Linked DNA regions of Sparus aurata: region 1 is linked to region 2. Evidence: chromatin contacts called from public Hi-C data. All regions are on one chromosome and are shown on one strand. Each heading gives the region's core, a stretch centred on a gene start, on an enhancer-like site or on the middle of the called end of the contact. The rest is flanking DNA. Distances are from core to core; before and after follow the strand shown. Region 1 holds the start of pkd1l1 (polycystin 1 like 1, transient receptor potential channel interacting). Region 2 holds the start of spag6 (sperm associated antigen 6).

The links. A called contact is a pair of places that touch in the nucleus more often than the background predicts.
Region 1: a Hi-C map of an unstated tissue shows a contact between it and region 2, with 8 times the contacts expected there. The contact joins the promoter of pkd1l1 here to the promoter of spag6 in region 2. A contact is called at or near these places in 2 of 2 Hi-C or Micro-C datasets (skeletal muscle and an unstated tissue).

What each region holds. Positions count from the first base shown.
Region 1 is chr19:15,020,779-15,025,326 of fSpaAur1.1, forward strand. It overlaps pkd1l1 (polycystin 1 like 1, transient receptor potential channel interacting), which reads left to right and starts at 2,487. Exons shown (of 56, transcript XM_030397594.1): 1 at 2,487-2,690. The coding sequence starts at 2,548.
Region 2 is chr19:14,888,479-14,892,437 of fSpaAur1.1, forward strand. spag6 (sperm associated antigen 6) reads right to left here and starts at 2,561. Exons shown (of 11, transcript XM_030397705.1): 1 at 2,400-2,561; 2 at 2,220-2,315; 3 at 1,926-2,092. The coding sequence starts at 2,424.

The sequences.
Region 1 (4,548 bases), core at 1,237-3,736, 130 kb after region 2:
CACACAATAATGAATGCACAGGCTGAAGCAGAACATGTGTCAGGTATGGACTTTTATTTAAATGGGGGCACCTATTTAGCTTTAGCTTTGGCTGATCCTGTTGTAAAGGTTATATTAATTTTAAACATAGACTGGGGATTGAAATAAAGTTTGGCAGTTTGAGATTCTGCTGTTGTTTGCTGTAAAATTACAAATAACATGCCCATACATTTGCAGATAACGTTTCCAGTTTAAGCTCCTGTTTAAAAAGAAGGTGACACATGATGACGTAGGGCTTTTGACTAACGGGACATAGGACATTATATATATATTTTTTATATATGGGTCCATTACTTTACTAAATTCATTCAAAATCTGCAATAAGTCGTTTCTTATTCATGTTTGACAGAAGGATGAAAGTCCTGTGTTACAGATTAACACAAAAACACTCAAACTACTGCACAGCCACAATAATCAGCTGCTTGAAATATAAAGTTTACATGTGAGTAAAATTTAAAATACATAAAAGTGAATAGATTAGAGAAGAATAAAGCCAAAACACGCTGCTTCATTTCTGTGAAAGGTTCTAAACAGCCTCTTCTCCCCTCTCCTGAGTCTTCCTTGGATTAAAACACTTTATTTTTCCACATGATTCATTTGCTTTTTATTGAGGCTCGGCTCGTCCCTTCGCCTCTCGCTGCCATGACGGCCTAATCTGCTGCTTATCTTGTTTCATTTCTGTTTTGGCAACATGACGCAGCTCGTTTTCTCGTCCGCTTCCGAATAGAAAACGTTGGCCTGAGTCCATTTTTTTTGAAGACATCACAGAGCTGATAAAACGAACAGCCTGTGGTCGCAGATAATTCATATTTAGATAGAGACCACGGAGGAGGTAAGAGGACATCCGTGGCCACACCTGGACATCTTTATCAGTTGTTTGCGCGTGATTTTATTTAAAAAATGGCCGTGCCATTGCTTCAGAGTGAGGTTTGGTCAGAGGGGGTTGTGGGTCCTGTATTTATTTTAGGCTCCCAGAGACTCTCTTCATGAAAACCTTCCAGCGTACGACTTCTTTATCAAATTCATTAATAGATTGGAAAAAAAAAAAAAGTATCCGAGCTTCTGTGTGGCTCACTGTTCTGAAAGTGGTGTCTGCTGAGATCAAAGATGAATGAACTAAATAATAGATCAATTAGTAGAAAAGTCCTCTGAAATGCGAGGCAAAGGGAGCCTCCTGAAAGCCAAGAAATAATTTGGTATGAAAAGCGGAAGCCTGTCGGATCTATTTTTGGCGGAGGGGCAGCCACTGAACGAGTTTTCTTCAAATATTTACACCCAGATGAAGAGAACTTCAGTCTGTGATGGGGCTGCTGAATAAAGAGGTGGAAGTCCAGTCAAGGATCATCACATGGACGGCTTGGATTATTTGTTCATCTTCGTGTGGAGGTGTAACTCTTTAATTTCCTCTCATAGGGTTTTATGTCAGCTGATAAACACGCACAAATATATGCAAATACAAAGGTGTGAAGGCTGAATTAACGGGCTGCTTTTCCTTCCAGCACGTCCCTGTTTTTTTTGTTTTTTTTGCGACAACCCTTCCGCTGACATTATCTATATTTGATATCGCCCCGGCTCCGCACAGGGCGCAAGAGTCCGCTGAACCGGTCCCTCCAGCGGTCTCCGCGTCCTCGGAGAGACCCCGCGCACTTTGCCTGTTTTATTGCGACTCCCACCGTTACGCAGCGCCGCAGCGCCGATCCACCAGCTTCCCCTCCCTTTTATTTGACAGATTTCGTTGACTTGGCGGTTTGTTAATTGTGTCACCGCGTGTGCACGTTGAAAACCCAGCGTGCGCTTAACGAATGAGGCAGGTTATTGGAGGTATACCGGTCCCGGGGTGGGCTTTATATACACTGTCACGGGGCACAACCCTGCATATTGATGTGAGGGGTTGGGTTAAGAAAATGCTCCTCAGACCTCCAGGAGGTGCTTGAATGGACTCCGGGGGGTCCCACGGCCAACAATACTTAATGAATTTTCACTATTAATTAATAAATACAAGAACGATCCTGATTTATAATACCGAATCATGAGGTGCCACATTTTAATATTTCAACCAATGTGCTGTGCCGTTAATCTATATTTGAGTAACAATAAAGCTTACCACCATTTATTTTTTCTTTTTTTGGTGAAATAAAATGTGATTGGTTTGTGTTTCCGTGTGTCCGCGCGCTGGGTTTTTTTTTCACTGCGTCCAAACGTTCGGCCGGACACGAAACGAAATCGTCCAAATATGCGCGTATTCCGCATGAAAAATGGACAGAAAATGTGTTTGATTCCCCCCGCTGTGCCTCTCTCCGGTACAGTCAGCCCGAGGAGATGGCGCGGTCTCAAAGCGCCCCCTGCCGGCCGCGCCGAGGAGCGCGCAATTCTCTTAAAGGGGATGTCTGGGAAACCGGAAGAGTTTTTTAAGGTGGAGCGGTGGAGTTAGCAGCACTGCGAGGACGGGTTTTTTTCACCGAAGGGCTCACAGGGCAAACTGGTCTGTTTTTGTATCTTTTTAAAAAAATGTATATTTCAGTCCAACAGCTTTTAGGTGTTCTGCAAAAAATGAAGTGCGTCATGAGAGGGAATTCGTGCTGCAGCTTCCGGTCATACCTTTGTAAAAAGAAAAAAAAAAAAAACAAGTTCAAAATGGGCTACCACTGCTGGTGAGATCATTTTCAGATTTTTTTTTTGGAAGAATTTCCTTGAGTTAAGACAATAAATGGCGTCCCCGGCGCAAGAGCAGAGGCACCTTGACGCACTAATGCGCACAGGTGACGCTCAGGTGTAACACATGTCACCATTTTTGTCCCTTTTACGCGTCAGAAAAAAATCTAATTTGAACGCTCCGGCATGAACGATTGATTCAGCTCATGGTGCGTGTTATTCTGCTTTGCAGGCTTAATGGCTCAGATGACAGCCTAACTGTTTAATAAAACACGTTGTCGCCACATTTTATAAATAAGATACGTGATCACTTCAGGACGAGTTTGAAGACTCCCAGTTGGCGTTTTTTTTTTTTTCTTTTCTTTTTTTTTTAAATGCTGGTGAAACAACAGAGATCAGTTCTGGCCCTGAAGTGGTCCAGTCGGCTTCAAACGGGCTGTTGGACAATAACGGGTCAGTAACTGGATTTGCTCCGTGGCTCGTGTCTCACGCGTTGCTGTAAAGGAATAATTCCCCGTTGTTTCTTCTCATCCAGTTTGAGGCCTTTCCAAAGCACCTGGGCACGGGGCCAGGTCACTCTCGGGCCAGTTGGATCTATCCAAACGAGGCGGTGTGATGACAACAGATGAACAGCGTCATTTTATTCACATCTCTGGATTAAAAGAGTGCACGAGGCTGGAGGTGGGGGAAAAAAAGATCACCCGTTCCTCTATTCTTTCTTCTTTTTTTCTTTCTTTTTGTTTGTTTGTTTGATGTGGTATTTTCTGTGCCTCATTTGAACGCATCATTTTTGCAGCGTTCGTGACAGAAGAGGCAGCAACGCAGGTCTGGAGGGGGCAGACTCGTTTGCAACTGTGCGTGTGACACATGGCGTTAAAAAATAAAATAACTCTGAAGCAGAAGAATCCCATTTAAAGGGCAGATCCACATTTATTTAGATTCTTCACCCTCGTGACACAACAGGCATGAAACACAGTAAAAAAAAAAAAAAAAAAAAAAAAATTCAAGAAAGTGCCGCAGGGTGAGTTCACAGCAGCATCACCGGATACGCGCAACGCCACGGCCTCTGGTATGAAACTCTCACCTATGTGGATGCTTAATTTGCATACAGTCTCTGTGTTCACACCTCCAGCACCCACACACACACACGCACACCTTGTACTGTATGCAGTGTGCGGCCTCAGTGCACTTCCTGTCCTTCTGTCCTCCTCGTCAGCTCGTTTTCTCTCTCGGGCCTCAGACATGTTCGCTGTTGTCGTCTGCACGCTCATTTTTCATCGCTTGTCCGCGGCGGCGCCTGCTCCGTGGTTCACGGGGTGCGTCAGCGCCGGCAGTGCGGGGCTCCGAGCACCCGAAGGCGCCCGTGACCTTGACCCGGTAGCCTGCTCCGTGCGCTGCCTGGATGAGGGGTGAGTTTTTTTCGGTGGGATGGGGGCCGGGGGGAGACTGTACAAGAACACGTTGAGTCAGGTGGATTTCAGCTGAATTTGTTTGCGCCATGGTCGATGGGGGGTTGCTGAGAAAATCCACCTCATGTTATTAAAAAAATAAAAATAAAGTCCCTATTGGGGACCCCAGGATTTCTACATGTTGACACCAATAACTTGGAGTAGAGTTTAAAAATCAGATTTAAAAAAACAAAAAAAAACACAGTCCTGCATTTGTGCAGCTGTGTTGTTCTGAAGTCTTTTAAAACACATTTAATTTCAAACACCAGAGCAGTTTGAAAAATATATATAAATGATGTGGAAGTCCACATTTCCCTGTGTTTTGTTCTGTCTTTGAAGGGGGCGTAAAAACATGAAATTATAATCTTTTTTGCCTTTCTTGCTTTTTCATAAAGCCCTCAATATTAAA
Region 2 (3,959 bases), core at 1,311-3,810:
TTTTTTGTCTTCATTTCACATGTAAATGAATAAAAATGTGTCAGGAAAATATATGAGAATTTTTCATTTGAAATGTTTTTTTCTTTTCCTCTGACCCAATCAACAGAGAAGAGCTTAAATCAAAACCCTGAGAAAAATGACATAATGTGTAAATGACTATAAAAAGCATTGTTATAACACCAAAGGAAGAAATATGTTTTATTTACTGTAAGGGTTAATGTGCTCTTTCATTTGTCCTGAATCTTTAGACATAAAATATAGATTCTTTTAGTCAAAAACATAATTCAGAAACCACAAACGTAAGTTTTAAGTCATATTTCTTTTGTTTTACGTTAAGTTATACTTTATTGTCACCCAAGGGGAAATTTGCTTGTGTGGTGGTGCTACACACAATAATAAGTCACATAGATGAAAATAGAAAGATGTTAAATGTTGCAGATTTGGATTAGTTAACCTGCACAGTACGTCTAACTCTCAAAATCATACTTATGTGCAGTTCTCAGAACATTTTAGGTGACATTTTATAATCATACTTCAATGATATATCTACTGTAAGTAATGATGTACTAATGCATGACACATTGTGATTTGGTGATTTATTTAATACAGGATGAATCATGACTTCCTGTTTCTAACTGTTAACAAATGATGAAATAGCTCATCAGTAAAGGAATGTGTACTCACAGTTACATTGCACATTAACTGATACACAACCACATTAGCTTGGTTTTTCATGTTTATCTTGCTGATAAAACAAAATGATAATCCGATACTATGTTCTGCTCTATTACACTTTTTTCAACAACACAAATGTAATTTTAAAACAACAAGAGCTCTGAACTTCATATATCAGACCTATTTGAAGCCAAAGCCGTGTGTTTTATGATGAATATAACTAACTCTCTGAACCGCACCTCAACTTTGGGTTTTAGGCACGCACTGTTGCTAAAAAGAAGTTGCCGGCAGCCACTTCACACTCCTTCCTATTAAACATTAATAGAGATTTTATCTGTGGAGCTTTCTGTTTTGAAGCTAAGAAGGAGGCGCTCAACTTAGCTAGAAATAAGGTATCAATATGTATCCACATTTAATCTTCATTTGTACTCTAAATGCACTTTTTTTAATGTGTGGTGGAATTCAGAGAGAGGTAAAAATATATATGAATAAAGAGATTTTCATAAGGTTTAAAGCAAAATATAACCTATTCTAATAGAAATATTGAGCAACTTTATTTATCAGAGCGACTGAGCAAATGCTTGGTCCTGTAATAGACCCTAATCTAAGAGGAATCCAGCTAATTTGTTTGAATATCAATTCATGTATAAACTGACTGCAGTAGATCATCAGTTAAGGAGTGTTTATTCACAAACAGTGATTTGATCATTTGACACATCCTACATTATCATGAGTCAGGCATCAAGAAATAATAAACATGATTTGTTGCCTTATTGTAAAGTGTTAACACAATTTTGAAGTTTTGAGCTGTCAAGCTGATAAAGCAATGTTCACTTTAAAAGCTATTACAAACATTTTTTACTCCCAGTGTGGAAGACTAACCTGAATTCTTGCCATAATTGATGAGAAATGTCCAAAAATATAAACCAATTAGTGTCAGATTTAAGAGTATATTAAATGAGACTGCAATGTCCCTTTAATAACAAGAACTACACAGTGCCCCCCTCCAGTCTGAGCCTCTGAGGGGGGCTGAGAGAGAAAAAAACAAAGGCCGGGTTGCTCTTGTGGTAAAGGGCTCTTAGGTTTTGAAGTAGCCCCCAGGCGAACTGCCAATTTAGCCCAAAACACACTCTCACATTCGGGGGGCTGACCCGGAGGTCCTGCGGGGTCTTTCACACACCGGCCCGAAGGGGTGGAGACTGAGTCCTGGGACAACCTGTGTGTACGACCGAAAGGGTTGAGATACTAACATTTTGTGAGGACAGAGAGTGGACCAGCTGGGGCAGGATGTCTTCCTTCACCACGGCCTCGGCCAGGTCGTCACTGTGGTCTGCCAGGCGGCCCAGGGCCAGAGCCGCCGTCTGCTGGACGCTGGGGACCGAGTCCAGCATCAGGGGACGCAGCAGGGACAAGACACCTGAGGAGAGGAGAGGAGAGAGAGGAGAGGAGAGGAGAGGAGAGGAGAGGAGAGGAGAGGAGAGGAGAGGAATAAACACTGGGAATAGCAACTAAAGCTAACACAGTCTTATAAAGTTGCTTCTCACCAGCATTTTGAAGGATGTCTATGTTTTGAGGTCGGGATGCCAGGTCAGCCACGGTCTGCACGAACTGCATCCTTGATTTCTGATACTGCTCAAACACTGCGGAGCGCGAAACAGACACAAATACAGTTTGACTTTCAGCTGAATGTTCCTTTAATGATGGAAGCAGCTCACGAGGCTCACCTTGAATGATCTGCCGTTGACTCATTGTTGCTCTTTAGGTTTATTTTCACACTGAACGTATTCCAGGAGTCGGCGGAGCGTCTCTCCCGGTCGTCTCCAGGTTCCTAGGTCGTGTTGTTGTTACGTGTCGCCGTGGCAACAGACAGGAAGCGCAACGCTCCGCCGCTGGCTCGCCCGAAGATCGTCTCCTGCAAAAGGATGCGCGACTCTCCAAAACGCTCGCCCCTCGCAAAGTGTTTGCGTTTCCCGGAAAACGTGTCGCGTGTGGGAGCTCCTCCGGCTACCTCGCTCGTCTCCGTCCGCGCAGTCTTTTGTTTTCCCGCGAAAAACACAACCGCACACTCTGACCATGGAGGATTCAAAGAAAAAAAAAAAAAAACAGAAGCGCCAATTCACAGCGGCCGTTGGTTCATAAAGGGAACAAGCTGACTAGTTGAGCCGATTCTGAGCGGCGCTCAACATTTCATCATGAGAGATTTTTCTTGTTCCCCCTACTTTTAACCTTCTCCTGCCTGCTCAGGAGTATGTCCTCAAATGACCCCGAGCTCGTTGTAAAGCGCGTTTAAGATAGATGATATGCCAATCAACTTTAATCACTAGTATTAAAATGTATTATGAAATGCGATCGTCCCTACGTCGGTATGTAAAGTATGGTATGTGTGCTTAAACACCAAACAAAGAACAAAACAAAAAAACAGGATGGATTCAAGAGAAATATGGTAGACTAAAAGAATGCGCGAGGTCTTTTTTTTCGCAAAGGTGTGAATAGATATAGGTCCAATAACACATAACACTGCATCATCTCGGTCGTGTTACTAGATAGCTCAGTGAAAGTTATTCTAGAAGAGCAGATTCGGGGTGAACAGTTTTTCTTTCTTCAACATCGCCTGATGATGACGGCTGAGCTGTCATCTATTTACAGCCAAAGTTTCTGCATCCGTGACAACTCCTTTAAAAGTATTTTAAAATGTGAGTCATTCAAAGACGTATTTAACCCACCAACATGCTGAACTTTTGAATTGATTGAGACTGTGTGTTTATTTGATTAGTTATTTGTTTTTTTTGTTTTTTGTTAGTTTGTCTTTACACTATATAACCCTACAGATATTGATTCCGTTTCAGGTCCCTTTTTTTTAAACTGGACGGAAAATGTGCCTATAGAATTCAAATGAATCAGCCTTACTATTAAGCTCTTCAGCCCATAATAACATATTGTTCTGCTCCTCAAATACGAAATATATATTTTTGTTTTATGGTTTAATTATTAAATTTTCTGAAGCTATAAAGTCGGTCTATGAAACACTGGGTATAAAATAAAGCGTAAACGCTTATCTGATGACGTCGTTTTGTTCCCTCTTGTTTAACTTACTTATCAGATTTGACTGGATTTAATTGGGTGAACCAATTGTTTTCAGCCGCGTGGATGATTGATTGAACAATCCCAACTGTGTGTGTTTCGGGATTTTTATATCATTTATAATTAATTCATTTTTGGAGGTATAAAATATTAATTAAACGTTTTAATTAAAACAAAAATAAAATTAAATTGTAGTCATGAAA